Linked DNA regions of Mus musculus: all the other regions are linked to region 3. Evidence: chromatin contacts called from public ChIA-PET, Hi-C and promoter capture Hi-C data. All regions are on one chromosome and are shown on one strand. Each heading gives the region's core, a stretch centred on a gene start, on an enhancer-like site or on the middle of the called end of the contact. The rest is flanking DNA. Distances are from core to core; before and after follow the strand shown. Region 1 overlaps Dcdc2a (doublecortin domain containing 2a). Region 2 holds the start of Mrs2 (MRS2 magnesium transporter). Region 3 holds the start of Sox4 (SRY (sex determining region Y)-box 4). Region 4 has its middle 240 kb from the start of Gm11351. Region 5 has its middle 200 kb from the start of Gm34122.

The links. Promoter capture Hi-C pulls out the DNA fragments that hold promoters and counts their contacts. Hi-C and Micro-C count contacts between places; a contact is called where the count stands out from the background. ChIA-PET counts read pairs in DNA pulled down with a chosen protein or histone mark.
Region 1: a Hi-C map of cortical neurons shows a contact between it and region 3, with 5 times the contacts expected there. The contact joins the enhancer-like site here to the promoter of Sox4 in region 3. A contact is called at or near these places in 2 of 39 promoter capture datasets (frontonasal cranial neural crest and hippocampal neurons), 6 of 484 Hi-C or Micro-C datasets (the N1E-115 cell line, cerebellum, cerebral cortex and 2 more) and 2 of 115 datasets of contacts at active chromatin or transcription factors (embryonic forebrain and forebrain).
Region 2: a promoter capture Hi-C map of pre-B cells shows a contact between it and region 3, with 3 times the contacts expected there. The contact joins the promoter of Mrs2 here to the promoter of Sox4 in region 3. A contact is called at or near these places in 2 of 39 promoter capture datasets (hippocampal neurons and pre-B cells).
Region 4: a contact with region 3 is called in an RNA polymerase II ChIA-PET map of neural stem cells, with 5 times the contacts expected there. The contact joins the enhancer-like site here to the promoter of Sox4 in region 3. A contact is called at or near these places in 2 of 39 promoter capture datasets (cranial neural crest and hippocampal neurons), 4 of 484 Hi-C or Micro-C datasets (cerebral cortex, stem cell-derived neural stem cells and uterus) and 5 of 115 datasets of contacts at active chromatin or transcription factors (differentiating embryonic stem cells, embryonic forebrain, embryonic midbrain and 2 more).
Region 5: a contact with region 3 is called in a Hi-C map of stem cell-derived neural stem cells, with 3 times the contacts expected there. The contact joins the enhancer-like site here to the promoter of Sox4 in region 3. A contact is called at or near these places in 6 of 39 promoter capture datasets (the 3T3-L1 cell line, 3T3-L1-derived adipocytes, cranial neural crest and 2 more), 24 of 484 Hi-C or Micro-C datasets (B cells, adipose-derived mesenchymal stem cells, cardiomyocytes and 13 more) and 7 of 115 datasets of contacts at active chromatin or transcription factors (the NIH/3T3 cell line, astrocytes, embryonic forebrain and 4 more).

The regions. Positions count from the first base shown.
Region 1 is chr13:25,185,582-25,190,179 of GRCm38.p6, forward strand. Dcdc2a (doublecortin domain containing 2a) reads left to right here. Exons shown (of 10, transcript NM_177577.3): 8 at 2,095-2,195. Among named protein-coding and RNA genes, the nearest start is that of Nrsn1, 82 kb to the right of the region's middle. Within about 2 kb of position 1,855, at least 44 of the 459 cell types and tissues checked have an H3K27ac peak or open chromatin away from gene starts, as enhancers often do. A contact at or near this core is called in cortical neurons, forebrain and hippocampal neurons, where this site is marked.
Region 2 is chr13:25,017,410-25,022,434 of GRCm38.p6, forward strand. Mrs2 (MRS2 magnesium transporter) reads right to left here and starts at 2,908. Exons shown (of 11, transcript NM_001013389.2): 1 at 2,673-2,908; 2 at 1,111-1,184. The coding sequence starts at 2,835.
Region 3 is chr13:28,950,416-28,955,095 of GRCm38.p6, forward strand. Sox4 (SRY (sex determining region Y)-box 4) reads right to left here and starts at 3,284. Exons shown (of 1, transcript NM_009238.3): 1 at 1-3,284. The coding sequence starts at 2,606. The coding sequence ends at 1,284. The region is part of intron 1 of Gm46405 (a long non-coding RNA gene); the gene reads right to left.
Region 4 is chr13:25,725,006-25,730,084 of GRCm38.p6, forward strand. No RefSeq gene overlaps it. Among named protein-coding and RNA genes, the nearest start is that of Gm11351, 240 kb to the right of the region's middle. Within about 2 kb of position 2,721, at least 17 of the 459 cell types and tissues checked have an H3K27ac peak or open chromatin away from gene starts, as enhancers often do. A contact at or near this core is called in neural stem cells, where this site is marked.
Region 5 is chr13:25,559,673-25,564,569 of GRCm38.p6, forward strand. No RefSeq gene overlaps it. Among named protein-coding and RNA genes, the nearest start is that of Gm34122, 200 kb to the left of the region's middle. Within about 2 kb of position 3,204, at least 11 of the 459 cell types and tissues checked have an H3K27ac peak or open chromatin away from gene starts, as enhancers often do. A contact at or near this core is called in stem cell-derived neural stem cells, where this site is marked.

The DNA of each region.
Region 1 (4,598 bases), core at 605-3,104, 3.8 Mb before region 3:
TACAGTTGCATCCTGTGCTCGGAGAGAACAGTGTGGAAAGGAACAAAACACCCACAAAGTGTCTGGAGCAGCGGCACGTGAGGAGGGGGCATCAACAGGAAGGGATTGACATGTGAGAAGAAGAGTAAGCCTGGAGCTTGCTTTTCGCCTTACTTTCAATAAATGCTCACTGTGAACTTACTGTGTACAGTGCTCTAGGCTTACTCTTAGAAAACAAGAATCAGAAGCGAGATATTTGCTTCTGCTGTGTACACAGAGAGGGAGATAGCACTTGCCTGTGGGTCCTCCTCTACCAGGGGCTGAACCTCTACAATCTGCTTCCTAATTCCAGAGTGGCGTTTCTTTACTAATCTCAATGCAGTTAGACATCAATCAACTTCTTACAATGTCTCCTATCTGTTTCAAGATCCGATCTGCATTAGCAATTATGGCACAGTCTCGCCATACTTTTAATGTTTTCAAGGAACACTTAATGTCTTGATAAGTGCTCATGATATAATTTTAAAGTACTTAGTGACTTATACATTTCAAGTTTTATTTGTTTGAGAGGGAGAGAGAGAGAGGAGAGAGGAGAAGACAAGGAAGAAAAAGGGGAGTAAGAGGAGGAGGGTGTTGGAAAATGTTGGCAATTGCTGTCTCTGGACCATGAGGTATCGGAAGGGATTTATTTCCTTCATCGTCTAACTTTCCCAAACTGTATACATGTTATAGCAAGACGAATAACAACACTACTTTTAAGAAATGCATGTTCCCTAAGAATGTATAGCACCACCACCTTAGTAACATTTATAATGAGAATGAATTAGCATCCCAGTGGGCTCTTCCCTCTGCTACTGGTTTTGGTTTCAGTTGAGCCTGGTAGACATTTCACTCCACTCCAGCCCTCTTCCCTAATGCCAGAGGAAACAGTTCAGCTGCTGCCCTCTTACCTATGAGACCCCTGACCTCTGAGCAACTTTGCACTGTTCAGTGTCTCTCACTTTGTTGGGCTGTAAGCAGCCACAGGGAGCAGATTACATCAGTGTGAGTGCTCTACAGCGTGAGTGCACTGACCTACATCCCAGTCTAGGAACTAAGTCTCATTCATGTCTTACACTACAGTGTTGGTGTCTTATGTATGGTTATTCCTCAACAAATGTAAACATACATTTTGCATATAGTTAAGATTGACCTTGGACCTTTAGCAATGTGTGGTGTCATGTGGCATGCATTAAGTAATTTTTCTAACAATCATGCCTTTGTTACAGAAGACAGGATCAGTTTCTAGGCTGCAGGGATAATCAAACACTGGAGTAGCGTAAAGGAGGTAACATTTCCATCCTTGGGGAGCCTTAAAAATTAGGCAAAGAAGACATCTGTGAGGGTGGCTGAAGCACTAAATCTGTCTGGAAGCAAGTAGACAGACAGAATGACAGATGGCTCTAGGATTTGATTACTGGGACTGGAGAAGGGAAGGCCCCCCGAGGGGAGACATTAAAAGTTCTTCAACAGAGATTGCTGCTTTGCAAAGGGAAGCAAGTTACAGGAGCTTAGCTTAAATCCCTAGGGGCTTAGGTCTCTTCTGTTGTCAGAGCTTAAAGCCACAGGTTGTGAAAAATCCTGTAGAAATCTGCAAAGCTAGAGCACGCTGATTTTCCGCAGAAAGTCCACTGTGTGCATGAGCCTGTTGCAATAAAAACACGATTCCCTCCCCTCAATAAAGAGAATCGCTTGCCTACATTATATTGAATGCATAGCAATCTCCAGGGAAATGGAAACTCTTAAATGTATTGTAACACAGGGAACGTTGTCACTGATTGCTGGGTAGGAGGGGACTGGGGTCCAGCCAGGAGGCTTTTCCATCTCTGGCGACTGGCGGCACCAGTCAGCAGCAGTGTGTGAGCAGGCAGCCATTCCAGCAGAGCTCTGCTCTCCTTCCTCTGGCCACAGGACCTCCTCTCAGTTAAAGCATAATGATCGGGGCCCAGGATCTTTAAGAGGAACTGAAATCTACATATCCCTCTTTAGGTATTTTACTGTAATGTCAGCTTTCAGCCACACGATGTCACGATTGGATTTTGTTTTTTTTTTTTTCATATGAGTTTGTCTCCACAGGTGAAGGCATTTTCAAAGCTGGAGCAGAGAGATCTGAAACAAGGGGGGCAGCAGAAGTTCAAGAAGATGAAGACACCCAGGTTGAGGTTCCAGTGGACCAGGTAATCTTCCTGCCTCTAAACATTCACAGAACCCAGCAGTGATGGCCTTGTTACCCCCTCCGGCCCCGACCCCCTACACTCAGGCGCCAAGAGGTCAAATGACTTCTGAGGTATACCAAGTTCTTCTTGGTACTCCTCCAGAAAATACCCACCTGCCTCTCTTCAATGTGGAAGTGGTATGTTCTTAATAAGCAGGACAAAACAGAGGGAGCTGGATGTGAGCCACAAGCTCACAAAGTCCGATTTAAAAACGAAGCACTGGCTGGGAATTTTAATCTTAGGAAAAAGTCATTTTCTAAAAGAAAACGTGTTTTAAAAATGCCATGATAGTCTCTCCTTCAGGGTCTTCAATATTTTTTGTGGTTAGATTTCTCTTCTTCTTTTGTAAAGGAACTGCTCACATAAATAGAACTCAAATGTTTTCTATGTGTGTAGTAATGTCCTTTCCTAGGCCAGGGGGACAGTGGACTTATTTGTGTTACAGGAAGGTATGCTAACAGAAGAAATTAAGACATGTTAATTCTGGCTAACTTCAAGAAGTAAGCCAGTTATCCGTGTGCTTATGTGTGCTCATATGCCCAAGCCCCCCTTGTGTGTGTGTGTGTGTGTGTGTGTGTGTGTGTGTGTGTGTAGGTCAGAGGTAGACACTGAGAGTCTTCTTCAGTTGTTTTCTGTCTTACTTTTGAGACAGGGTTTCTCAGCAAACCTGGAGTTCACTAGTTTGCTTAGACAGCTGGCTGGCAAGCCCTGAGGATCCACCCGTCCCTGCCTTCTCAGCACTGGGTCAAAGATGTGTGCCCTGCTTAGCCTTTCATGTGGGTTCTGGGCATCTGACGTCCTCATGCTTGCTTAGCACGCTCTTACCCACTGAGCCAACTCCCTAGACCCTACCATGCATTTTTTTATTTATAGTAATTCCTTATTAAATTTGAATTATATGAATTACAGCATAGTTCTCTTCCCTTCACTTTTTTATTTTTTACACTGAAAGATCTTGCAGAGTTCATATTAATAATACAGTGAACCTTTGAAAGCCCCACTGTATGTACCAAAATGAGTTCACACATAGGAGTCCACTTGTATTCTAAAGGAGATTATAAATAAGGCAGCAGCCGTCTAACCAAACTATTGTACCTGGTACCATCAGTGTATACATTACATTGCTTTGCTATATCAAGCCTGGCTCCATATTGAAATAGCTTGGAGAACTTAAAAAAAATTGATACCTGTGTCCAAAAGAAATAAATTAATAAAATACTCCCTGTTGCACTTTTTAATATGATCATTACAATTATAACTTGAGGACTGGGGTTCAGTGTGAGACTCTGGAGAAAGGTAGAAGTCACTAGGAATTGCCATGTGTCCTGTGACTATTGTGTGCTATTTCCTTTTCTAAAAGCAAATTTCACAATCAGGCAGGTCCACGAGCGATCTTCCCACGCGTGTTTGTCTTATCAGGGTGGCAGTGAGGCTGACTTCTGACTATTCTCCCATACTTCCTGCATGCATTCTTCCCAGTGAAAATCCTGTTGTGCTAAACTTCACAGATTTCAAAAATCCAATTTATTTTCTAGGATTTGCTCTCACTAATAATTTTTCATAAACCCCAGTTGTAGTTTTTTTCCCCCTGGGAGAAAACACAGTTTTAAGTCTTGTGTGAAACCATAATTAAATATTATATTTTCGGACAAAGAAGAGTAATCATGTATGCACAAAATTTATTAGTTGTCAAAGCTAAGACTAATTTATATTCTAAAGTCAAAACCTCTTCTCAAGCAATGTGAGGGGCATCTGTTTGCCTAGGTGTTGTGTGCTTTGGAGAGAGGGGCATGGGGAGGGAGGATGGATCTCCTATGTCATTGGATCAGCCTTGCATCTCAGTGTCTGGTTTCTTATTGGACATGTGGAGATAGCTGAGAAAAATGCAGCCTGGGGAGTGAGAGACAAACTCAAAATGGGCAAGAAAAGCACCAGGAGACTGAAGGACCTGGAGGAGAAGCAGCCGGTGACAGAGGCTCCTCGGTGCTTCCCTCTGCCCTGTTCCACGCAGTGCTGGGATCCTCAGTTGCGTTTGTTCCACAGTGGGCACCGTGTGCTAGGGTCGGTGTCAGAGCCTCTTCTGTATGTTAGATGGCTTTAATCTGAACATTGCACGAAGCCAGTGAGGGTGTGGAATGATAATCACCAGTGGCAACCTCTCCATAACAGTAAGAGCAGCTCTGAAGACCACACCCATTTGTGGTACGCATTAAATATCAGCTACTTTTCATCAGGTACCTGCTAAGGGCTGAGAACTGCACGGCTCGTCTCTGGATAACTGTAGTGATCACTAGGCAGACAGACAGACCTACCATCCTCATTTTCCATTCACACACACATATATGTACATATATAAATGTTGAT
Region 2 (5,025 bases), core at 1,658-4,157, 3.9 Mb before region 3:
GCTGTGAGCCAGCAGGTGTGGGTGCCGAGAGTGAAAGTCATGTCTCCTGGAAGAGCAGCAGGTGCTTAGCCATCTCCTCAGCCCCTAAGTCATGTTCACAAACGAGCATAGTAACATACAGTGATGCTATTTCAGTTTGGTACTCTAATCCTCATAATTACCTAAGGCAATAATTCCTAGTTATTAATGAAAAAAACCAAGGCACAAGTCGTCACAATAACTTGTCTTACGTCCCCCTACGGAAAGAGAGCACACTGAGTTTAAACTTAAGAAGTCTGGCTCAGGTTTAAAACTTTTGGAAACCATAAAAGCTTACAAAACGAGCTGCAAAAACAATTTACAATTTTACTTAGGTTATTTATGGCTAACACTTTGTCACCAAGGGCCTAATTTCATAAATGCACATGCAGAGCACAGGAGGTGTGCATTAATTCACCCAGGTCCCTGAGAATCAGTTCACAGTTTTAGAGATCATAGCCACCCTTCCCGGGCATGCACACCTCTTCCAGGGGATTCTAAACAGACTCAGATAAAATATGAAGTGTTCACTAAGGAGGCTTTGGGGCTGTGGCTCAGTTGGCAGAGTGCTTGTCTGGCACACAAAAGGCCCCAGGATCAATAACCAGGCTGCATAAAGTAGGTGTGGTGGCGCATTAAATCATGGGATAGTGGCACACACCTGCTACACTACAACTTGAGAGGGCAGAGCCAGGCGGACAAGTTCAAGATCACCCTAGACCACATAGCAAGTCTGAAGTGAGCTAAGTTACATTAGACTTGTTCTCCCTCCAACCCCTTCTCCCCAGCCTCCAACCCCTTCTCCCCAGCCCCCTGAAAAAAAAGAAAAGAAAAGAAACATGCTTCTGGTGGAAGCCTTTAACACGTACTACAAAAACACCTTAATTTTATCGACAAGGGGAAAACGTCTGAGCTGTCATTGGAAGAGCCTGTTCCGTATAGCCAGAACCCCAGTCATCAGCAAAGCTTCAAGACTTCCTCTAGACCAATCTCTCAGGAGCTTGGGTCACTGGCCAAACACAGCACAGAGGCAAATACCTCCTCTGACTCCAACCCTGTGAACTGGCAAGTGATTGGACGCTGCGTACTCACCACAGCAAACACCTGGGCCACGCTGGCTAAAGTGGCTTGAGAGGCATCCGAGGTTCTAAACCGGAGCACATCACCTGAGAACAAAGGAGAGAATGAATGGCCCGTGCTAACCCATTTTCTTGGAGGGGAAACTGTAGCTCTAATAGTCCATGGAGCCTTAAGAAGACACTTGTTTGGTTAGGCTTCCAGCTAATCATTCTATCCATCTTCTTACCCACCACTTCCATGTACTAAACTCATACAACTTGTTAACTGAGGTCTGTCTGTCCTTGCTCTGTGATTAGAAAGGTCAGTTGGGGCTGGGGCAACCAGTGCCTGTCTAAAATGCACAAGGCCCTGGGCTTTGTCCAAAGCACTGTACAAAAGTAATAAAATAACACTTACATTTGTTTATTGGGTGTGTTTGAGTACTGTGGAAGTCAGAAGTCTATTCTCTCCTTCTACCATGTAAGCTCTAGGGACAAGAGTCACAAGTTAAGTTCCTGGGTCTTACAGACCACTTGGTTCCCAAGTATTATCAAGGGAGGAAAAAAGCTTGTGGCAAAAGACCTGGGTGTGGGGAAGGGGGTGTTGACTGACAGCAGCTCATTATGGGAAAAATTTAAGTACAATTCAAAAAAGAGTAGTAGCCCAAACCACTCTTGTCAGGACTGTTTCTGTGCAGTCACATTTGTGGAAAACGCTGTCCTCAGGTTTCACCAAAGCATCAGCAAAGAAAGACTCCTCTGTCTTCCCCCAGCGTTTTTTGCTCCCTTGGCTGGCTACTTGCAGAGTAGACTTCGCCAAGGGTTAATTAATGCTCATCACTGGCTTCACATTCAAACTCAGTTCTAGGAATTCCCTACTTTATTCCAAGGCAACTATGTAACTGTATCAATGTGCCCAGAAGAAAGTAACATAATAAACAGAATTAATAACACCCCAACCTTGCTAATTGTAGCTTCCTGCTGCCCAACATCGACTTTGGTCTGGGCTCCACAGCAGAGTTTCAAGCCAGCTTGGATTACTGTGAGACCACGACTCGAAACAAACAAAACTCCCACCTAACAGAATTCTGGGACACGAAAATAGAAGGGAGCATAAGGAAGTAAAAGGGCCAGTAGGATGAGGGGGTTTCAGGAAAAAGTATGTATAAAAGTGCTGTCATAAACCCTTTACTTTGGGCTGAGCAGATGGCCAGCAAAATGCATGCCGCCAAGCCCTGCGTTAAGACAACTGATTCGAGCAAGCTGTCATCTGACCTCCACATACAAACTCAGAGAAGGCCGTTTAAATGCTAATTTTAAAACAATAACAAAACAAACGAAAGTAGCCAATGAGGCGGTTAACGCTTCTAACGGCTTCATTCAGAAGGATGAGACCGGACTGCTGTCAATTGGCGGCCAGCCTGGGCAACACAAGGAGACCCTGTCCCAATAAGCAAGAAACCGCAATCAAGTCCTCGCAGTGCTGGCCGGAGCACTGAGGGCCGGGTGAGCCCGGCAAGGCCGAGCGGCGGTGAGGATGGCGGGGCCAAGGGCAGGCGGGACAGAGGCCGCCGGGGCCCCGCGGGACGCGCGTACCTGCAGCGCGGGCTGTGCTCGACGCTTTCGGGCTCCGGGAGCGCAAAGGGGTCGCGCGGCCGCCGCAGGCAGCGAGGCTCAGGCGCGCGACCGCCGTCCACAGGGCCCTCCGGGGCTGCGCGGCGCGGGGCAGCAGCCCGGGCAGGCAGCGCAGGCATTCCATGGCGCGCGGGCAACCGGGAAGCCGCCCCAGGACGCCGGTCCGACATGCCGGAACTCGGGTCAACCGGCTCACCGCGACAACCGCGCACCGCGCCTGCGCGAGCCGTCCCGCGCCTGCGCGCTGCCGTCCACGCATGCTCCGGCGTGGTGTCTGGTGACTGCCGACCCGGTCTGCGTCCGTAACAGAGCCAGGACGTGCAAGTGTGAAGGTAGACTGACCAAAGCAGCTCAGCTCCGAAAGTGTCCATTGTTTCGAGGAGCTGCGGATTGATTCTACTTTCTGGAAAGGTCCCCTATGTATCTATGTATGCACAAATATACAGTTGGGAGATGAGGAAGTTACCACTATTAGTAAATCAAATAAGTTTTATTTAAGGCTACTGTGTTTAAAACTCACTTTGAAGGGACAGTGCGTTAAGCTTTTGCTGTAGAACAAGGAAAAGCCCAAGCGAGCAGTGTGCTGGCGCATAGCTGCAATCCCTCCAGAGTTCAAGGTCATTCTTAACTAGAGTGTAAGGCCAGTCTGCACTACTTGATATCAGTCTAGTTAATCACACCCCTCAGCCCGCCCCCAGAGAAAATAAATATTTGTCAATAGACTTGTTGTTTACATCACAATACTAAAGACAGACTTGAGTTTCAGAACTTTCTTCACTGATATATGAACATGGAGCTATGGGGATGTTGGACTATTTATCTTGCCGGGCACTAAGGATTGAGTAGAACAGTGGGAAGCTGTGGACAAAAGGAAAGTTCCAGAAGAGACCATGGATGTTTGGCTTGGACACCGAGAGCTAGAAGTACTTTAAGCATTGCTAGTAGGACGAGCCTTGAATGTACAGAAAGGACATGATAGAGGTTTCACTTCATTAGAACTTTGATGTGCTAAATCTTTGAAAAACATGTGCCAGGAAATAGTCATTCAAGAAAAATAATTATTTAAAAAACACTTCATTGCCGCCGCCCCCTACCCCGCACCATGACATGACCTTTGAAAAACATTGGGCAAGTGCTGGCAGCTGTTCAGACACATGGTCTTGTTAATAGTCCAATTTATGTTTATTGGTTTTTTGTTTTATTTTGTTTTGTTTTTCGAGACACGGTTTCTCTGTGTAGCCCTGGCTGTCCTGGAACTCACTCTGTAGACCAGGCTGGCCTTGAACTCAGAAATCCGCCTGCCCCTGCCTCTCGAGTGCTGGGATTAAAGGCGTGCGCCAACCATGCCCGGCTTTATTTAGGTTTTTAAAAGCAGGGTTAGGACATTGAACAGAACACCTTGGACATGTCAGGCCAATGTGGCACGTTGTTACTCAGGACTCAAAACTGTCTGAGCAGTAAAGCACATATTAGGTCATTGTATCCAGCCCTAGAATTAGCACCAAATCTAGGACTTTTCTCCACCATGAAGTTGTTAAAAGAAAAGGTAAAGCCACTGCAAATTAAGGGAGAAAATGGACAAACAGCACATCAGGTTAACTGCAACAAGACAAAACGAAAAACCAACCAAACCAACCAACCAACAAACAAACCAACAAACAAACAAACAAAAACAAAAACAAAAAAACCCACCCATGACTATAGTATTCTATCTGAAAAAAAAAATCAAACCAACGTCAAGCTGGGTGTAGTGGTATGTGCTATAACCTAAGCCCATGGGAAATGGAAGCTGAGCAACTAGAGTCAAGGCTAGCCTCGGCTACATAGTAAGGTCCAGGCTAGCCTTATCCGAAAAACAAAATCAATCGGTCTCCTGCAGAGGGGATCCATCTTGCCTTGTATCCTAACTAGTCCCCTCTACACCTCAAGGTGGGATTGAACTTTACGCTGCTTAAGCCTCAAGGTGGGGTTGACCGGTAGGATCCGCTTCCAGGGTTAGGGCCTCACATCCTATCCTGCACCTCCTCTAAGCTGCGAAGCTCGGAGATCCCTCTCCTTCTAAGTTCTTTGGGTTGCCTGGCAAAAGCTTATTAAAGATGTAAGAGATCTTTTGGTTTGGGACATTTGGAGTCAACACCAGTGTTCTGGACAATTTTATTTAGAAAGGAGTCATGAGCTACTGACTATGGCAGAGGGCAAAGCTTCCAGACCAAATAAAGTTAACATTTTCTATGCCACATTGAGGCTTTCCTAGGGCAACCCTTTGTGGGGGCTCAGATCTGCTGCTTCTCCTCTTGGTTTGTTCCCAATCCCA
Region 3 (4,680 bases), core at 2,034-4,533:
AAATGAAAAGGAGCTGGTGATCGGTTCGTTGTAGGAATCAAACATAGCGCCATCTATCCGCTTTTTATATTATCCTACACTATTTTAAAAACTGCTCAACAGTCTTATACAGAAATCTTCAAAAGATAGACAGGATAACATGCTATATTAACCCCACCAGTGAAATAACTCAACACCATCACGATTCCCATTAAGAGAAGAAAAAAATCTCTTTTCCCCCCCAAACCACTCCGCGGCCCCTGGACCACATCCCACAGTCTCCTGTCCTCCCGCCGGCTCTGGGTAGCCTCACCTCTCTGATTTTTTTTTTTTTTTTAATTCTTTATTTTTGCACAGACCCCAGGCGGAGGCCCGGGAACCCCAACGCCCTCTGTGCTCCGGGTCCTTCTGCATCCCCAACCAGGTTGCTGTGGCTTCCACGAGGTCCCCATGTCCATTTCCGAGGCTGGCCTGCTACTCCCAGCACATCTCCAGCTGCAAGGACAAGGGGAAAAAAGGTGGGGGGAGGAGGAGAAAGCCCAGCCCGGGACTTCGCCAGCGTGGAGTTTCTCCATGCCAATGCTCCCCTAAGCTCAACACAAATGCCAAACGCATCACCCCAGAGCCTTCTTTCTGTCTTCATTGCAGAAAAAGAAATTTTAAGAAGGGGAAAAATACAAAGAGAATACAAAGAGGGGGTGGGTAGGAGATGGGGCACGCTGGATTTTCCCCCTCCTTTCTTGACCATGAGGCAAAATCAAACAAGAAATCACCAAGGCGAGGGGGTGGGGGTGAGGGAAAGATTCCTTCGGTCTTTAGAAGCTTTGCTTGGCTTCTTTTCTTGCTGGGGGTGCAACCAAGTCCGGAAGCTCGTTGGAAGGGTGGGGTGGGGGGGAGTCTCTTCAAGCAAAATTGGGGAGGAAACTCGAAGTAGCTTTTTTAGCCACCACCAACATCAATAACAACAACAAAAAAAGGTCGCCCCCGTCTACTCTCCGCCTCCTTCGAGTCCCCAGCCCTGAGAGTGGGGGATGGGAGCGCGGGTCCACTAACGCCCCCGCGCTCCTTCTCCAACGGCGGGACGTGTTCCAGGCCAGCTCTATGCACTTTTTCTTCCTTTTCTTTTCCCCTTTCTCCTTCTACTCTCCATCTATTCTTTTTAACTCATTTTTTTTCTGTTTCTTTCTTTCTTCTTCTTTTTAACATTTTTTTGTTTGTTTTTTTGTTTGTTTGTTTTTTGTTTTCTTTTTTCCCTCTCTCCTCTCCTGCCTCTTGGCCCACCTTCTCCCCGGCCCGCGCTCCCTTCAGTAGGTGAAGACCAGGTTAGAGATGCTGGACTCCAGCCAATCTCCCGAGATCATCTCGCTCACCTCGGGCGTGCAATAGTCCGGGAATTCGAAGTGGGAGCCTGAGCCGGGTTCGAAGTTAAAATCCAGGTCCCGATCGAGCGCCGATGAGGAGCTGAAACTGCCCAGGGACATGCTCTCAAAGTTTGAGCTGGGGTTCAGGTCGAGCAGGTCGTCTTCGAACTCGTCGTCGGACGACGAAGAGCCCGAGGAGGAGGAAGAGGACGAGGAGAGCGAGGAGGACGCGTGCGAGGGCGCGCTGGACGGGGCGGGCGAGGCTGCGCGTAGGCTGGCGTAGCCGCGGTGGTCAGCGGGCGATCGGCTGGCGGCTGGCGATGATGCTGCGCTGCTGCGGCCGCTCAGACTCCGGCCATCGGGCGAGCATCCCGGGCCTCCATCTTCGTACAACCCCAGTGGATCACTGGGGTCGGCGCTCGCTCCCAGGCCCCCGACGGGAGACGCCGAAGCGCCCAGGCTTCCAAACAGGTAGACGCGCTTCACTTTCTTGTCGGCAGGGTGTTTGGCTGGGGTGGCCAGCGCACTGGACGGCGAGGAGGAGGCGGCCGGAGTGGCCGCACTGGGAGTCCGCACCTTGTAGACGGCCGTGGGCTCCCCCAGGGGCAGCAGGGCAGCTTGCTCTGGAGAGAACGATGCAGCCGCCTTGCTGCCGCCCGCCGGGACCAGCTTAGCGTGGGGCTTGCCGACCGAGCTGCCCGCCACCTTGGGGCCACAGCTCTTCTTGGGCGCGGGCTTGGAGCTGCCGCCCGCGCCACCCCCCGCGTGGCTGCTTCCCGCGTGGCCGCTGCTGCCCGCGACCTTGTCGCCCTTCTCCCCTGGCTTGGCTGTGGCCGCCGATCCCGCGCCCGCGTTGCCCGACTTCACCTTCTTTCGCGGCCGGTACTTGTAGTCAGGGTAGTCAGCCATGTGCTTGAGGCGCAGCCGCTCCGCCTCCTGGATGAACGGAATCTTGTCGCTGTCCTTGAGCAGCTTCCAGCGTTTGCCTAGCCGCTTGGAGATCTCGGCGTTGTGCATGTCGGGCGACTGCTCCATGATCTTGCGCCGCTCGATCTGCGACCACACCATAAAGGCGTTCATGGGCCGCTTGATGTGGCCACTGGGCGTCTTGCACCAGCTGGGGTCGTCCGCCTTGCCGCCCGTCGACGCGGTGGAGCCAGGCGTCGGGGAGGACGCGATGCCCAGCTCCAGGCCGGCGCCCGAGTCCGAGCTCTCCCCGGCCAGCAGAGCCTCAGTGTTCTCCGCGTTGTTGGTCTGTTGTACCATGGCCCCGGCTTGCCGGGCGCCCACGCGCGCTCACACGCTCGCGGCGCGGTCGCCGGGCCCTGCGGGCTCCCCGGGGCGGAGACCAGGGTCCCCTGAGCGGCGCGCGGGCCAGGGGCGGCCGCCTCCCGCCGCCAACCTAGAGTCCCCGAGGCCCTCCGTCCTCCCTCACCGCTGAAGTGCTCCCTGCGGGCACCGAGGCTGGAGTCGGCCGCGGCGAGGAGTTTCTCCAAACGTTGGTAGCCGGAGTATCTTCCAAACGCAAGTTTCTCGCCGCCTCCGGGGCAAGTCTTTCCCCCACCCCTTTCCCTGAAGCAGTCGATTGCAGTTCACGAGAGCTCGCGGTAGCTCAGGAAAGCGACATCGTCTCTAGCGCCTAAGTCCCTTTCCTGCAGTGCAAAGCCAAAGCGACTCTGGCTCCGGGACTCTCTGTGGGCGGAATCGGCGCTGAGGAGTTGGTGCAATTATTTTGTTGCAAGGTAGGAAGCCAAGAAGCTTGCATGCAACAGACCGGCATGAATAAATGTATGTTTCTCCCTCCCTCCTGCAAGAAGGGGAGCTGGTTACCGGCAGAGTTCCCCCACTGCAGACTCTCTAAGAAACAGCGTGCAAGAACTGGAAACCGGGAGGGAGACGGCCCTCTTCCCCTCACTCTGTTTCTCTGGCTGCAGCTTAGAGCAGACCCCAATTCCGCCTCGCGCTTCTTTATCCTTTCTCAGACAGCCAATCAGCCGCTGTAACTAACGCTTCCTCGTGCCAAGCCCCTCCCCCGTCCTTCCCATTGGCTTGGAACCCGATGCAATAATAATCTCCGCGTGCAATGAGAAGCTCCAAATCTGACCTCATTCCAATTTACAGAGCAAACTTTTTAAAAGGGCTAGAAGTACAGCTGAGATTTCTGCTGCCTCTTTCCCCCCCACCTCCGCCTTTTGCTGGGTGCGCGCGCGTTTGCCTCTGTGTGTGTGTGTGTGTGTGTGCGCGCGCGCGCGCGCGCACGCACGCGCATGTGTGAAGAGGATGTTAATGCATGAAGTTATTAAGGGGAGAGACGGAAATGTATTCTAGCCATTATGTTAGATAACAAGGGGCTTGGAGGGGGGGTAAGGGTGAAATACTGTAAATGGAAGCTTTCTGCTTAAAAGCCGAGTGATTATTTTTATTAGTTCTTTTCAGCCCAGGAATAAAGAATCAGCCTTTGGTGCAAAATCTCTTTTCTTAGCCCCTTCTTAGAGCTAGAGATGTAAGTGGGGGGAGCCACAATAATAAATCAATGGATATTGAAAACCATTAAGAAAGTGGTACCTAGACACCTGTCATCACAATTATTTTAACAACTCTGGGTACAGAACAAACGTTGGTGTATTGTGTAAATCCCTTCAGGATGCTATCTGTGCTGTTTGTGAAAGGCAGGGTTTTTTTTTTTTTTTTCTTTCTCCCCTTTTCAGTAATTACTTACTCTTTTTGCCAAACAGAGGTTAACTAGTTATTTAATGATTTCACTTCCCCTATAAATCCTGGGTAGGCCAAACAAGATTTTCTGTGGAACGCTAAGGCAGTGGCCCATAATTACCTCAATAAGAGACTTTGTGTGATTTCTGTATAGGGCGATCATGGTGAATACAGGATGGGATTGACTTCACTTTCTAAATGTTTGTTTTCCACAATATCCAAAGGATAGATGGGTTCGCTATGTGCTCTCCTTCCCCCTCTCTTTCTTACCCATTGTCTCCCGTGTGTCTGTGCTACTTGAAGCAATTGGGCCTAAAAGACCAAGAAGAGAAAGGGGTGGCACAGGGGAGTGGGCTGCTGGACCTATCTCAAGTCCCTCTCCTGATCTTTCTTTCTGGGTCTCATTGTCCTCCTCTTCTGTGCTTTGGGAACCTTGTGAGCTTTATAGAGGGCTTGTGTTAGTGCCCGGTGAGTGTGTGATTATAAACCACGGATGTGTGTCCTGAGCCCTCTGGATTCTAACACACATTCCGAGTTCTCCCTAATGCAAATGCCACTTCTAGTAAGAGCAGCACGATGTTCGAGAGACTAAGGTGGGAGGTGGTCACCGGTGGTGAAACGTAATCGA
Region 4 (5,079 bases), core at 1,471-3,970, 3.2 Mb before region 3:
AGAATTTTAATGTATTTTCTCTATCCCACTTCACACTTCCCATTTCCCACCATTAGCACTATAGTCCTGAATTCTAAACTGAGAGTGTCATCAGCCATGCCAAGACTGGAAACAGTCCATTCCAATGAGCTTTATCCAAGTACCTATGGGGCCAAGATGTGTGTGTGTGTGTGTGTGTGTTGGGATAGATGCAAGAGTGAACTTATTATATAGCACTTCCCTCATTTTCTTTTTGTTTTGAGTTTCAACACAGTCTAGGTTTTGTATTCCATGCCATGTAACAGCCTGCTTGTCACACCCATGCCAGTGACAACAATCAACCTTAATCTGTTCAATTCCATTGCCCCGTGGGCTAGAAGCTAAGGTTTGATTTTATTCAAACCACTGTTTGTCAATATGTGGGTAAAGAAACAATTCCTTGTTGCAGATTTCTGCAACAGAATAGAGTTCAAAGGGTCCAAAAACAAAGCACTTCAAGTACTTGTTTAAAATGCAGAGTTTTGTTGGTGATAGTGCTTGCCTCCCTGCCTTTCCTTTTCTCTGGTCCTCTTCTTTCTCCCTTTCTCCTTGTGATGGCTATTCTCAGTTGTCAACTTGACTATATTTGGAATGACTATACAATCCAGAAATGGAAGGTGCATCTGTGATCCAGATCTTGAGGCTGGAAGACACAGGCTTTTGATCCAGATCTTGAGGCACAGTGTCTATGCATGGTGTTAACCGACTTTAATCTAAAGAGATGGAGGCAAGCAGATCTTTGAGCTCAAAGCCAGCCTGTTACAGAGAATGTTCCAAGTAAAGAACAGCTTAGGTCCCAGCATGGTGATGGGTGGTGTATACCATTAATCCCAGGACTTAGTAGATAGAGGCATCGAGGTATCTGAATCCATAGTTGGTCTACACAGCTAGTTTCAGGACAGACAAGCTTAGGGAGTGAAGGCAAGCATTGAAAACAGAAAACTGAGGAAGATGGAGTTAGGACAAGAGCCTAAGTTCCAGGCCCAAAAAGGAGCAGAACTTGAAAGCTTTGGTTATGTGACTCTGGCTTTAGAGTCTTCTCCTGGTTGTCTTAGATCAAGAAACACAACTCTCCGTTCCTTCAGCACCGTGTCTTCCTACACACTGACATTCTTCCTGCCACGATAATGGACTGAACCTCTGAAACTATAAGTGAGCCCCAATTAAATGTTTTCTTTTGTTTTGTTTTTTATAAGTGTTGCCTTGGTCATAGTGTTTTTTCATTGCAGTGAAACCCTAACTAAGCTATTCCTCTTCCTTCTCTTTTTTTCTCCTCTTTTCTTGTTATTTTCATCCTCCTAGACAATGTCATACTAAGTAGTTTCCAACTCAATATCCTCCTGCCTCAGTCTCCTGATGCTGTGGCTAAGTCATGTTACTACATCCAGGGGCTTTCAACAGTCTTGACTCAAGGCACAAACAACAGCAAATTTAACATTTGTCTTCTCGGAGGCAGTCATTTTTCAGCTTGGCTAATTATTACATCTCTAAAAGTATATTTGTCTAGCTATATATTAATACAATTAAAATGTTAAGAAAAATCACTTTCTTAGGAAATAAGGTTGTATATAATTTTTGATTATATACTTGATTTTAAAAATTTTGATATGTTTTATATAACTTTTGTTTCCCAGTGAGCAGCTTGTTACAATACATTAAAATTTTCTTATCTTCTCATATTACTTGACATAGGTTGCCTTGAATTTCTTTCTCTTTACTTTTGTTTTTCTTGTAGAAAAAAAATCCCTTTAAACATGCTTTTTCTGTCCCTGTTTCTTCCACTAAACTCTGACAGAACTCTTTCTTCTTTTTAATCACGGCAGAAACATCTAGAAGGCTGTCTCAGCTCCTCTTCCCCATTGGCATTTTGCTTTTCTGTTCCATACTCTCATTTCTGCCCAGTTCCTGGAGTGGAGTAGGAGAGTAGACGTTTGTTTCTAAACTTCATGGGTGATGGCCTATGTAATATCACTATGGATGGAATTTGACCAGAAGGGCAGGGGATGTCTCATCAAGGATGATTTTGAGGTGGGATTGTATGAGTGATTGATCTTTGTACCAAGAGGTGAGGTCAGAGTGAAATGCTTGGGGGGGGGGGGTCGGTTATGGGGGTAGGGGTGGGGGGAGGGATGGGGATGGAGGTGGGGGGAGACACAGTGCAGGTAAGGTCCTGTCTGTCCTGCTGCTGTGGAGTGGGAGCTTCAGAAGGAGCCTGGGCTATGTTCCACAGTATCCCATTAGCAGTCCCTTTAGCAACTTATAAAGCAAGAGAAAGCAGAGTGGCTTTTTTTTTTTTTAAACACAACCAAGGAAACAACAACAACAAAAACAAAGTAAGCACTGGCTGGCCAGGTAGTGAAATGGTTATCTCACCTAGAGGTGAGCAATAGGCTTTCATAAAGACATAAGCAGACTGGCTGTTACTTTGCTCTAAGGCATGGCAGTTACTTTGTTAATAGTGGCCTGAGTACTTATGGGTATTATTTGATTCCTTTTCAAATGAATGTTCTTAACTCACAGAAGTATACTTCAAGCTTGGAAACATGCAGTTCAATCCACACAGAGGTTGCTTTCCCTGGGAAAATCTCCTTCTGGTAGGGTAGCTGCAGGAGAGACCTCTTTCTCCTCACACTCTTCTGCCCAGAGCCCCACTGCTGTAGTTCCCTCTGAGGAGGGCAGTAGAGACCCACTGATGAGGCTGTGTTTGAAAACTCTCTTTTTTTTTTCCTGCCCAAACTAGATTCACCTTCCTTCCCTGCATAATTTGATCATCCATGCTCAGGAGAATAATGGTGTCCAGGGGGAGGTTTTCAATGACTGTCACTTGGCACACTTGTCTTTAAGAAGAATAGAGTCACAGACACAGACAAGCCAGGGTGAAATCTAGCATGTAGATAAGTATACAGTGCTCACCTTCCTCGGCCCCTGAGCCCTTGAAGGCTTCCTTCATCACCAGGGGAGGGGGGGGGGGTTAAGTATGATCTAAGCAGACCTGAAACTGCTGTTCAAGTCTCCAAATTCTGCATTTCTTGTATGATTCTGCTGTCTTTCTGCTCACAGTGTGTTTCCCTACATTTAAATACAGTACCTTGCATTCTTGTTATCACATTACAAATCTGGACTCAGGGTCTGGCTCCGTCTCATTTCCAGTTGAACCTGAATCGCGGTAGCGGCTTCTTGCCCTTTAGCCGAGAGTTTATTTAGTGTCTGAATATTTCCCTGAAGGGTGGAAAAAGAGCTAGAGGAAAATTGTCTGTTTTAATAGAAAAGATAGAAACAGAGACAGCAGATGAGGGAAGGAACATTGGGCCGCTGCTGGATAAACAGTGCGCACTCTAAGGTATAGATGCTCGCAGAAATGAGAACTAGGCAGAGAAGTGGAGACCCCCCCCCCGCCGACCTTGAAGATGGGGTGTCTGAGAAAGCTCTAGTAAAGAGAAAAAAAAACATTCGTAACATTTCCGTTCTCCTGTGTCAGATACTGGCCCAGGGTCGAGCGGCAGCTTATCTCCAAGACTTCAGGAGGAGCAAAGCTTCCACACAGCATCCAGCAATGCCATCGTCGCCATGATTTGACTGGCTATTTAATGCAGTTCAGGTGCTTTATTCACGATGTGAAATGAAAATTTCATAAGGACATCTAGAAAGTAGGGCTTCTGTTTTTTTTTTTTTTTTTTTTTTGGTTTTCCAGACATGTGTATGCATGTGTATCCACATCCATATGTAGCTGAAGAAATAATGCATACAGCAACCTAGCTAGCTAGGACATAAAAGGTATAGGGTGAGCGAAATGATTCAAGACATAATTAGGTTTACATTTCTAGTGCCTACATCTAGGGGATGCTAGAATACTCAATAAACAGAAGAAACTGTCAATCTTTGCCTGGGTACGACATGGATCATATTTCTAGAAACACTCCAAGTGTCCTATGATCAGGCCTGAGTTTAGGTGGTTGGTAGACAATGGGTGAGCTCAGTCTTTTGTGTACATAAGTCCTCCTGGAGTAGAATAAAGGAGATGAGGCCAAAGCCAAGGGAATAAACCAGATAAGCACATGAGGTCACTTGAACCCCTGCAGCTGTGACTCAGGCAGCATTGGACTATTCAGCACTCCGGAAAACCACTATGTTCCAGGTGAAAAGGCTTAACTCTGACTATGCCATACTCCCTATCTACATGAGACTTCATATTCCAATCTGCTAAGAAGTGAAATGAAGTTTAGTCAACAAGAGACCTTGTAGGATGCTCCTACACAACACCTGAAGAAGTAGTGTGCGATTTCTAGATATTTTAAAAGCGGAGAGTTCACTGATGTTTGAAGGGAAAGAGCTAAATAGAAAATCAGATGTTGTTTTGTTGAGTAATCCAGTTCCTGAAGTCCTCATCTTCCTTGCTCAGGAAATGGTTTTCAACCAAGCACCACACTCTGTGCCCCATTGGCTATCTGCTCTGCCTGGTCCCATGGCAAGAATGCACACACACAGCTTTGAACAGCAGCATCCTGCTGTTGCAGCTCTCTGCATCTGGTGATAGCGAGTGGGAGGTGTGGCTGTAACAGGTCTTTAGAAAAGAATGCATTGATTTCTCTGTGGATTTTTTTTAAAGGCTTTGGGACATGACTGAGGGAATGGCTAATTACTATTTATGACTGTTTCATTCAGAGCTAATTGCTGGAGCTGCTGCAGACACTGAGGCCTTCATGGTGGCTCTGCAGCAAATGTGCAAACACTAATAAAATGCTTGATAGGGCTGATTCTTTACACGTAAGTCCTGAGATACGGTCAGTGTGCTTGTGCATTTATGCATGAAAGCATGTATAAACACACACACACACACACACACACACACACACACACAGAGAGAGAGAGAGAGAGAGAGAGAGAGAGAGAGAGAGAGAAGTAGTTCTTGGGTTTACTAGAAATCATATGTGATTTTGTGTTTTTATGGAATTAATAGGATGATCAAGGACATGGAAGTAGTGTGGGAGAGAAATGTTCTCTGGCATTTCATTAAGGGAAAAGCAGAGAGATGTTCTGCAGAGACTTGTCCCCCAAGTAAGG
Region 5 (4,897 bases), core at 1,954-4,453, 3.4 Mb before region 3:
ATTTGCCTGGAATGATCTTTTAATCTCCTTCCTTTTCCCTTGATCCACTGTTGGTCCAACAGTTTGCTTGAGTCCTGTGCTCTTTTTTACTTTCAGTAGTTTTTCCCCCCTCTTTTCACTACAGATTTGTAGTTTTAGTGCTTAGCTACCAGCAGATATAATAATTTGATTTCCAGTTTATGGATCTTTGAGCTTTTCTTGTCATTGACCATATAATTTATTCTGTAGCATGCTCCATGTGCTGATGAGAAGCCATGTTCTGTAGCTACAACACAGACTATTCTAGAGCTGTCTGTTAGGTTCCTTGATGGAGGGTGCACTTTGATCTCTACAAGTTCTTTAATGATCTTTCTCTTTGCATGATAGGTCCCTTGCTGAAAGTGGGATTAAAGCCACATGGTGCTGTTGTACCAACTGATTTGCCTTTCCCTTCATGTTTATTAATATTTGCCTGACATACTTAGATCCTCCATAATCACATGCAATTAGAACTTCAATTTGTTTTTGGTCAGATGATCTTTCTATTGTTATATTGAATTATTTTCTCTGCCTCTTTGTCCTGTATTTGATCATAAGCTAAATTTATGAGAGGTAAAATCATCTAGTGTGCTTTCTTCTGGACTCCATTTTTATAAAATGTTTGACCCCAGCCTTCACCTTCATTCATGAGTGTCCTTGCAAATGAGTTTCTTACAGACAACAGACGGGTCTTGGTTTTGATTTCCCACTCATTCATCCACTCTAATGTTTTTCATAGGATAATTCGAGCCACTAACTCTGAGGGTTCCAATCATACCACAGCCATCTTGTCCATTGTTTTCCAGTCTTCTCATGGTGTGTTTTCTCTGTCACACTGCCCTTATCATTCCTCATGCATACTTCCTGTAGCAGTAAATTTTACAGTCCATTGCTTTACCACTGAGCTTTAAACCTGGCATCCAGTTCTCTATTCCAAGTCCTTGATTATTTTTTAGATTTGTCTATCATTAATTGTTAATTTCTGGTTATCAATGAGGCTCACATAACAGGCTTTAAAAGCACTGTGTTCTCTTCAAACAGTGTCTCACTATGTAGCCTTGGCTAGCATGTGTCTGCCTCCATAGTGCTGGGATTAAAGTATGCTGCACCATGCATTTTTAACTGACTGTATTTATTTATTTTAGATTTATCTTTTGTTTTGAGGGTTATGATTATATATAACCTGTTCAGTCTTTGTAATGTTACTTGCATATATATTTTCAGCATGGAACATTTGATATCGGATAAACAATTGGTGTGCTTTTCCATTAGAAAAAAAAGATTTTCCTATTCTCCATTTCTCTTGGTTGCCTACAGTTCTTTTTGTAGAGTTGAGGCCTTGTGGTCTTTTCTCTGTGAACTTTTTTGTGTCTATTGTTGTTTTCCATGCTTGGCTCATGTTTAGGTTCATGTTTAAGGATTCATCTTGGTGAAACTTTATGGGTATAGCTTCTGACATTACTAGAAGATAGTCTAATAGCAAACTACCACTGCTGCATTAGGCTTATCATGACACGTGGGTAACAGGATATCTTTTTAAACAATAGCAACCTACTACAATTATTAGGAGCAAGTAAGCAAGCAATGGTTTCTTTGTTCTATTTTGTATTTTTTCTGTGGCAACAACATCTTAACGTATTAATATAATTTAAACAGTTATTGATGTCTTTGTTGTTTACTCTCCATTCTAAAGATATGATAGGACATTCTCAACTTTCTTATATAATTACTCTTGCCTAACAGTTTTATATTTCCAAATGTTTTGTTTGTTTGTTTGTTTGTTGTTCATTAATGGATTCTTCAGGTGTAAAATTCCTTCCAGCACTTATATAACAGTTATTATATAGTGCTTCTTATATAACAGTTATTATATAGTGTTTCTTATATAACAGTTATTATATAGTGTTTCTTATATAACAGTTATTATATAGTGTTTCTTATATAACAGTTATTATATAGTGTTTCTTATATAACAGTTATTATATAGTGTTTCTTATATAACAGTTATTATATAGTGTTTCTTATATAACAGTTATTATATAGTGCTTCTTATATAACAGTTATTATATAGTGTTTCTTATATAACAGTTATTATATAGTGTTTCTTATATAACAGTTATTATATAGTGTTTCTTATATAACAGTTATTATATAGTGTTTCTTATATAACAGGCTTATATTCTCCCAACTCTTGTTTGGCCATGTCTTTACCTGTCCTATATTTTTAAAGAATAGCTTTTCTGGATGCACCATTCTTAATTGATAGTTTGTTCTTTTTAGTGCTATAAAAATCACATGCCTCTCTCTCCAAGCCCCGATGTTTCCTGCTCAGAAGGACATTGTCAGTGGAATTGAGCCTCCTCCATATGTTATTTCTCCTCTTCTGTATCCTTGAGACTCTTCTCTTTGCCATTTAACTTTGAAAGATTGATTATGTCTTGGAGCAGACTCAGCTGAGCGGAATATGATTTGTAACTTTTAATCATCCCACACATGAGTGTTTGTATTCATCTCTGAGTTTGGGAAGATTCTGTTAGCTTTCTCCTTGCTGTCCCTGTTGAGGGCCAGTGCCCAGTGTCTGCTCTTCTCATGCTGCACTGATGATCCTGTAGGGTTTCTTCATCCATTTTTGTTCTGCAACCCCACCATGCATCTTCGAACAGCACACCATTTAGTCCTCGACTTTTCCCATCCTGTTTCATCTATTGTGCTAGTGCCTTCTCATTTTTTTTTTAGCTTAAAGATCTGTTTTTAAAATTTATTTATTTAGATGTCTTTGATCCCTCTGTTCAGTTTCTGAGTTATTTTCTTCAAGTTCACCGAGTCCTCTTTACAGCAGCATTTAAAGTCTCAATTCAAGTGTTAACTCACATTGGTGGTGACTTTGCGGCTTCTGGTAACTTATTTTGACTTTCCAATGAGGTCACACTTTCGTGAAATCTCTTGACTGTACAGCATTGCCTGGGCATTGGAGGTATCTACATGTAATTTTAGATTTCATAATTTGATTTTGTTTGTGCTCATCTTCCCAGAAATTCTAAGCAGGCTCTTTCCCCTATTCCTCTCTCCCCCTTTCTAGAAACTCAGGGGCACTTTTCATTGTTTCAGCAGAGTGGTGCCCAAGTCCAAGGTCATTGTCTACTCTTGGTGTGCTGCCACTGTTTCACCACTAGAGGGCAATCAAAGTCTAGGTTTCTCATAAACCCGAAGTTGCTCTTGTTCAACAAGAGTTGGGGAAATAGCATAAAAGGGTAGTGCCTTCCTCTCCCAGAGGTTCATCTGTAGTAACAAGCCCATATAGTCAGCCGTGTGTTTCCAACTGGCTCATGAATGAGGGACCATCTGCAGCTTCCTATGTTATTCCTCTGTTCACCAATACTACATCACACATTGAGCCCATTGCTCTCTGAGACAAGCTCTGAGGACAGAGCAAGGATCACATTGCTGTGAGCTTCCTGTTGCTAAGGTGGTTTCATGGCCAGGGACAACTGCAGTCAACAACAGGCTAACAAAAGTCAAATGGACTAAGACCACATGTATCTCCCACTAATGCCGATGCTACTCTAGAGGCTTTGTGGGAGGATATTGGTTGGGAATGGAGACTTCTGTGATCCGCCCAGTGCTAGAATTTACCACTCCAGCATTGTGTTCTAAGGCTCAGCACCCTGCTACGTCCTACCAGTGAATGGAGACCTGCTTCATGGTGTGCTGGGTAATGCTGTGGTCGTCACCCATCGGCGGGGTGGGCATTAAACTGGATTGTGTCTGAGTCTCATACCAGCAAGGAACTACATGATCGTCGAGGGGCACTAGGTGTACACCATGGGCCTAAACATGAGATTGTCTCGCTGGGACACAGTTCTTTGCCTGGAATAGGAAAGACTAAAGTCTCTGCCTTTGTGCACTGGCCTGGGGTTATCTTTGCTAAGTACAGTTGGGGAATTGGTCAAGAGCCTTTTTTTCTCTTTTTGGCTACTGAGCATTGCAAAGGCCCTATCACACCTGAGTCCCACAGCTATGCATAGCTATGGAATGTGAGGATTGTTCCTCCATCTCCATTCCGAGGGTTACTGGTTTGGATAAAGGTGGGGGAATCCATCCACTACAGGTACCAGGTTCTTTTTTGCTCTAAATGAGGAATGGAGCAGAGATGCAGAGCTGTGGCAGAATCCAGGAGCAAGTAACACCTTAAGTGTCTACTCTGGAGTGTGGGTGTTGGTATGATAATCAGCCACACTTTACATTCTGATACTCACAGGGTATTTCTTAACCTTCTTCACTGTCAACTTACTTCTCTTACATACTAATCTTTCAGCCTTTGTGTAAAGTATCCCAGACCTTACTCTACCATATTCTATGTCACAGACTGGCAATACAGTTTCTCCCATTGTAAATAGGTACCTGTGTGATGTTTACGTAGGTATGGAGGCTCCCTCTGTGTGGTAATAGTCAATGCCCTTTGGCTATTTCCTAGTGTGGAGTTCTCATAGTACTGAATGCATGATGCAGTCTTGTGTTCATTTTTATGTTTTGTACCCAGTAAGACAGTCTTTCCCCTCATTCTGCTGCCTAAGGTTGAAGGCCAGTTAGGTGGTAGAACCAGGCAGGCACTATTCTAATGTGACTTCAATGGATCAGTTTAGAGCACTGTCCCTGGGGTTTGGGGTAAGTGGGGGTCCTGTTCAGCACTGGCTTTCATCTTGTTATACCTGGTAATGGGATTCAGGACTCAAACTCCCTCTTCTGTATACATGGGGCATCTCTCTTCAAACAGGACAGCATTGCTGAAGAGTGGAAAGACAGCCCTCTCTTTGGACTTTTTTCAAGACATGTTTCAATAGCAGACTGAAATAGATAAGACACTGTTTTCACACTCCTG